Linked DNA regions of Gossypium hirsutum: region 1 is linked to region 2. A link is a contact called in public Hi-C data. All regions are on one chromosome and are shown on one strand. The core of a region is the stretch at or near the end of the contact, and the rest is flanking DNA. Distances in the headings are between cores, read along the strand shown.

Evidence for each region. Hi-C and Micro-C count contacts between places; a contact is called where the count stands out from the background.
Region 1: a contact with region 2 is called in a Hi-C map of leaf, with 4 times the contacts expected there. The contact joins the promoter of LOC107952027 here to the enhancer-like site in region 2. A contact is called at or near these places in 12 of 34 Hi-C or Micro-C datasets (anther, fibers, hypocotyl and 3 more).

What each region holds. Positions count from the first base shown.
Region 1 is chrA02:12,227,951-12,231,376 of Gossypium_hirsutum_v2.1, forward strand. It overlaps LOC107952027 (mitogen-activated protein kinase kinase kinase 3), which reads left to right and starts at 1,313. Exons shown (of 8, transcript XM_016887265.2): 1 at 1,313-1,772; 2 at 2,463-2,726; 3 at 2,810-2,897; 4 at 3,156-3,392. The coding sequence starts at 1,387.
Region 2 is chrA02:12,108,774-12,112,029 of Gossypium_hirsutum_v2.1, forward strand. No RefSeq gene overlaps it. Among protein-coding and RNA genes, the nearest start is that of LOC121216018, 8.3 kb to the left of the region's middle. Within about 2 kb of position 1,873, at least 1 of the 9 cell types and tissues checked has an H3K27ac peak or open chromatin away from gene starts, as enhancers often do. A contact at or near this core is called in leaf, where this site is marked.

The DNA.
Region 1 (3,426 bases), core at 63-2,562, 120 kb after region 2:
ATACTCATTTTTCTTGTAGTGTGTACGAGAATAACCAATCATCTGCCGAGTTTAATGTCTTTGAAACAATGGCCAAAACTGTGAATTCTAATGTCAAAAGTTTCCATATGTTTTCATGCATAATTAAAAGGTCCACCCTAAATAAGAAAACTAACATACATCATCATATAGGTTGTGGACATTTAACAGAAAAGGAAAGGCAGCGGTTTTCCACCATAAGAGGAGGGGGGGGGGAGTTGCTGGTTTTGCAAATTGTTTAGCTGACAAAGACAATTCATCAATGCAGTAAGGTCCACTTCGGTTTTATTATAATGGGACACAAAACCAATAATATCTAAAATGTAGCGGAGAGCATTTTGACGCCATGTATTTCATCAATAATTTATCCACTGCCATGTCCACCAGGGCGGCATGCATGCAGTTGAAACCAAGTTGATGAGTACTGAATGTTGTCTTCGTGGCTTGCACTTGTTTGAATTTTCCAAATCTGTGTTTTTCTCATGGAAGCAATTTTCTGTATTGGAGAAGTTGCAGACAAGTCAAATGTGCAGAAGAAGACAAAGCATTAAAACCAAAAAGCTTATGTCTGTCTTTCGAAAGGTGACATTTAATAAGTTAGGGTTGGAATTGTTGGGTTTTCTAACACTTTTCTTCTATTAGCAAGTTTCCCTCCATTAACAAGTTACAATCCTTTCCTATATAAAAAGAAAAGGTTGTCTGATACAACAAGATGCAAGATCTTTGTTAGTGATTGACTGTTAAGGAAAAAAGTGGTTAATGGTATATTTAAGGACAAGGCTGTGCAGTTGAAAAGATGCTCATAATTGAATGTATTTGATCTGCTCTGATTTATTGTTTTAAAATGGAGAATTTAAGAAGTGACAATATGTTTTTCTGTTTTGCTTTGGAATCATAAATTCGTCATCATTATGTAATAATCTGACCAATCTTTTGCTCTTATAATGAACATATAAAGGCTAATTGCAGATAATCAAAGAGTCAAGTAAATGTCCTTAGATATATGCTTATTTTCGAAGTTTCTTCCAAGTAATATTGATTTCCTATCCAAAAACAAACCAAAAATGGAGAAGACCTGACTCTATCCAGGTACCATCCATTTTAATTCGAAAATCAAAAGATACCTGAAGTTAATTTTATATCAAAAATGGATTGTCATAAAATTTTACCGTAGGATTGGACGTACATTAAATCATTTCAAACCACCAAGTAGCCAGTGGAAGGCCTCGGTAGATAAACACACCCGTGTATATACAGGCAAGCACGCGGTATCACATTAATGTTAACCACTATATAAACAAGTGGGTTCATAAAGCACAACTTCAGCCTAAAACTTACTTAGTTCTTCCTCACACAGTGCTTTATTATATGGAAGAAAAGAGCATGAAGAAAACATATACAACAAGGAACAACAATAAACATAGCATGGAGAAGCCAAAAGGCTTGCATGAAGCAGCTGCAGCGAGTAAAAAATCTCCGAGAAACAGTTATGATATTGAAGTTCATCCAATCTCCTTTCATGGGTGTTCAGTGTTGTGGGATTCTGATTCAGATTTAGGAAGTAAAAGTAGGGAGAAGAAAGCTTATCCATTGCCACAGCCTTCAGCTTCTTCATGTAGGGCATCAATGGAGTCCCATCAAAGGGGTTCAAGTTTTGGTTCAGAAAGGGTGTCAGTTTCAAGTGTTACCTCAAATGAATCTTCTGATGATGATGATGATGATGATGATATTCATGGGGATTTCAGTTCCTTCAGGTTTGTAGCTTATATTCTCAAGTTCCTTAAAAAACTTGTTTCATCTTCTGTTTTGCTCATGAAGATCAAATAATAACTATCTGATACAGATTTTAGTGAAAATTCCATAAATTTCCACTCAATACTGGTTTGATTTTCAGAAAACTTCACCCTCTTTGTTTTATATTTCTTTATCAAATTATATACAACATTAAAAAATAATGAAAATATTGAATTATTATAAAATTAAATTATATTTAACTTTTAAGTAAATTTAGGCATTTTAAACTAAAAAGAAATTGATTAAAAATTAAAGAAAAAAATGATAAAATGAATTGCTTCAATGTTACAGTAAACAATCGAATATATTTAGCATAAAAAATTATTAACAAAAACAAAAAAGTAAAATAGAAGATATAATTATCATTTATGACAAATTATTTAACATATAATTTATAATTTAAGTGCCTGAAAAGCTATGTGCAGAAATGTGTCGGTTATCATCTACCAAACTTGTAATACTAATTAATGTATTTTCTTTTGCCTTAATGAAGAAAAGGCAAATATAATAGCTGGATATTTTATACCGTTCATCTGGTGGTTCCCCTGTTGTTAACATCATTAAAGCTACGGTGCTCACATGATTCTTTTAGAAAATATTAATATAAAAACTCTGATATATAAGTGACATAGTTTATGATTTGGTTGCAGAGTATATGAAGAAAATAACAGCAACTTATGGTCAAAAGGCTCAAATTCAGGATCAAAAGCTTCGTATATGCATCAATCACCTCGATATCTGTCACCATGGGATGCCAGTTTAGAGTCCCCAACTGAGAAACATCCATGTCATCGTCTTCCCCTTCCTCCTCCTACTTCACCTAATAAACCTCCAAAGAAATCTCCATCTAAATGGAAGAAAGGGAAGCTTCTAGGAAGAGGGACATTTGGACATGTTTATGCTGGATTTAATAGGTAAAATATTTGATATAATTTCATTGCCCTTTCATATGAATGAATTCAAAAGAAAAAGCTTTATATATTACTTTTTCCAACAGTGAAAATGGAACAATGTGTGCAGTGAAGGAAGTTAAGGTCATTACAGATGATCAAACATCAAAAGAATGTCTCAAACAACTGAACCAGGTTGGTCTGGTTTTTACAAAATCTCAGTGTCTTAAAACATCGTTTCTTTCATGGCAATGTTTGGGGGTTATTGATTAGAATCTTTTTCTTCTAATGCGAAACAGGAGATATCCTTGCTTAGTGAGTTGTCTCATCCAAACATTGTCCAAAATTATGGGAGTGAACTGGTTCGGCTTGGCAGCCTTTACATGTCTATTAATCCAATTTGTTTACAAGTTTGGTCAATAAGTTGAAACAATCCAAGTTTAATTTATGCAGGGATCAGACAAGCTTTCGGTTTACTTGGAATACGTTTCAGGGGGTTCAGTACACAAATTACTAGGTGAATATGGACCATTCAAGGAACCTGTTATCCGAAGTTACACAAGGCAAATACTCAGTGGCTTGGCTTACTTACATGCAAGGAATACAGTACATAGGGATATCAAAGGAGCCAACATACTGGTAGATCCTAATGGTGAAATCAAGCTTGCTGATTTAGGAATGGCTAAACATGTACGGATTTAACTATTAACATTGTGTTTTTAGT
Region 2 (3,256 bases), core at 623-3,122:
AATAAAAATTTTATAATTCACATTGTGTAACAAATATATTATAAAATTTTATATAATTAATAAATAAAACTTTGTTTGAATTGATAAACTACAAAAGTTAAAAACTATAAAAGTTTGGGTTTTTTTTATTGTTATGTTTTATATAAAATATAAAATGATAAAAAAATCATCAAATACAATATAATTTGTAATGTTAGAGTTGTGTGACTTAAATTCCTGTTAAAATAAAATACAAGTGGCAAGATAGGGGTTCTACGAGGGCAAAGGCTAGTGCCGAAGTGAAATCCATATAGAAGTTTACTTCCTCTATTTGATGTTGATTAGAATAAAGTATTTTAACTTTACTGCATTACTTTTATTTGACTTTCATTAAATATAATTTTACAAACCTATAAATAAACGTAACCTATATTCCTATTGTAAAATTCGAATTTCGACATAGTAAATTTTATTCTTCTTTGCTCGTTGTTTTTTCCCGAAAGGATTTCCACGTAAAATTTTACATGTTCTTTTCTCTCTTTCTTTGCAATTCATTGTCATTATCGGCGTTCAATTTTTCACATGTAAAGTAAGAGTATTTTCATCAATACTCAATCGATTTAATGCTTGATTGGCTCATGACAGTAACTTAATCAAGTGCTTAATATATAGTATGAATAAAAGAAATGGGTAAACTACTTAATTAGCCACTGAATTTTTGCAAGTTCTTATTTTAGTCACCTAATTATGACAATTTTTAATTTGATCACTAAACTATTCGAATTTATTTTTATTAATCACTGTGTCACTAAGTTTGAAACAACTAGATGATGCGGCCATTATAAACTACATGAATGGTCACTCAACTATGAGAGTGTTTCTGTTTTGATAATCCAACTATATAAAAAATTATTTAGTCACTAATGTTTCCAAAATTAATTTTTTTAGTAACATGCCATTAAAGTTATAACAAACGTTGGACATGGCCTTTTTTTATTGGTCTAATAACAAATTTTACCATTCAATATTTATATGTTCTATCAATTTAGTCTTAATTCTAAAAAATATCAATAAATTTTAACTCTAAACATTCTTACTAGTGTTTGGCTCTAGAAAATTTTTTAATAGTTTTTTATTTGACGCTAGTAAGACTTGAGTTTTTTAGGCACAAAAGAACCACTATTTTAACATAAAAATTTACAACAAAAACAATAATAAACAACTTTCTGACGATTTATTATCTCTTTGGCGTCGGAAACTAAAAACCTTTGAATTTTCTAGTGTCGAAAAAACATTGTTTAATCTAAAGTGTTAAAAAAAAATTTACCAACAGCTTAAGATTTTTTGTGGCATAAGAAACTAGAAACCTTTGAATTTTATTGCAGTGAATAACACCACCTAACATGAAATTAATATATTTTGTAAATATTAAATGTTAAATTTTTTAAATTTTTTAAAAAGTTGAACTAATTTATAGATGATATAAATATTGAATGACTAAATTTGTTATTAAAGATATGGTGACTAAAAAAATTTAATGATTAAATTGAAAATTTTTTATAATTAGATAATTAAAACAAAAACATTCTCATAATTAAACCATCATTAATATAGTTTATGACAGTCATGTTATCCAACAGTTTCAAATTTAATGGCTAAAATTATAAATTTAAATAATTTAACGATAAATTAAAAATTTTCACCAAAATAAAACACAAAAAATTCAGTATATTGAAGGAAATTAACGTGGTATTCGTTTATCCTTTTTGGAGCGGTCGTATAATCACCGTTGATAAAAATCCGAATTTTGGATAACATATTAAGTAATGTAGTCCTCTCCACATGTTAATAGGGTGCAGTGTAGTGCTTTTTGTCCCTGTGCATCCGTGAGCCACACATTAATTAAATTTTTCTTTTTTCAGAAAACACACATTAATTAACTTTTATTCTATACGCTATACATGTTAATAGATTTGCTCCTAAATTTGACAATTTTCTCATATTAATCCCTAAATTTCTTTTATCATATTGGTTATTAAGGTTGGCATGTGTTATATAGACTGGTCTCTACATTAACACCGTGTATTTTTTTAAGAATTTGTTGATGTGGATAAGTATGGGGTTAAAATTTTATTTTTTATATATTCAATTTTTTTGAATTTTTTTCAAAATTTAAAGTTTTTTTTTAATGTTTTAAGAAAAATGAATCTACATGTCGTCCCTTTATTTCTTCACGTGTCGCTCTCATACTTGTCCACATCAGCATATTCTTCAAAAACAAATTGTGTTAGTGTAGGGATTAATATGTTTAGTGGATGTCAATTTTAGGGACTAATATGATTCAAAAAAAATAGAGGTCAATGTGAGAAAAGTTGCCAAATTTAGGGGTTAATCTATATATTAAGCCTTAAAAAACTAACGATGTTAACAATAAAGACCAATTTATGTAAGAGATGCCAACTTTAGGAAGTAATGCGATAAAAAAAAGTTTAGAGCCAATTTGAGAAAAGTTACCAAATTTAGGGGTCAATCTATATATTTAGCCAAAAAAAAAAACTAAAGTATAACATTCCTTTGAAGTATTAGTTATAAGTTTAAACTTTGATATTGTATTTTTTTTAAGTAGTTTTTTAATTTTTACATAAATATTTATTGAAAAGAATATTTTAGTTATTTTCTACTGACTTTGATCCAATTAGAGGGAGATATATGCGCTCTTCTGGTTCTAGCCTAGCCCACAGGATTATGATAAAAAGTTCACTGTTTTTGGATTTATTCAAATTAACTTTTTTTCTTCAAAAGAATTTGTTTTTGGATCATTCAAATCAAATTTATTGGTTTAAAGTTTTGCTACTTTTTTTTTAATAGTGAAATACTCATTAAGTCCTTATCAAATTTGTCAGTTCCTTCAATTTTTTTTACTAACTAAATTCTGGATTTTGTAAAAAAATAATTCCAGCATAAAATAAAATTTATCATATTATTACAAAAAAATGTTTTAACTTTTATAAGGGAAATTAGTAAAATTTAAAAATTTATCACAGTATTTAGAATATATGTCTGCATTTAAAATTTCATGTAATAAATGTTTTATATGAAATAGAAAATTTGAAACTAATAATAATAATCAGATTATGGTAAATTCATAATATGCGTGAAAAATAAAATTATGTAATAAATATGTCTTTTTAAAAATTGATATAAATAATAAATGAGGTTTTAGCTTAATGGTAAAATATAAATCATAAATATGGAAAATTAAAGAGACATGGATTCA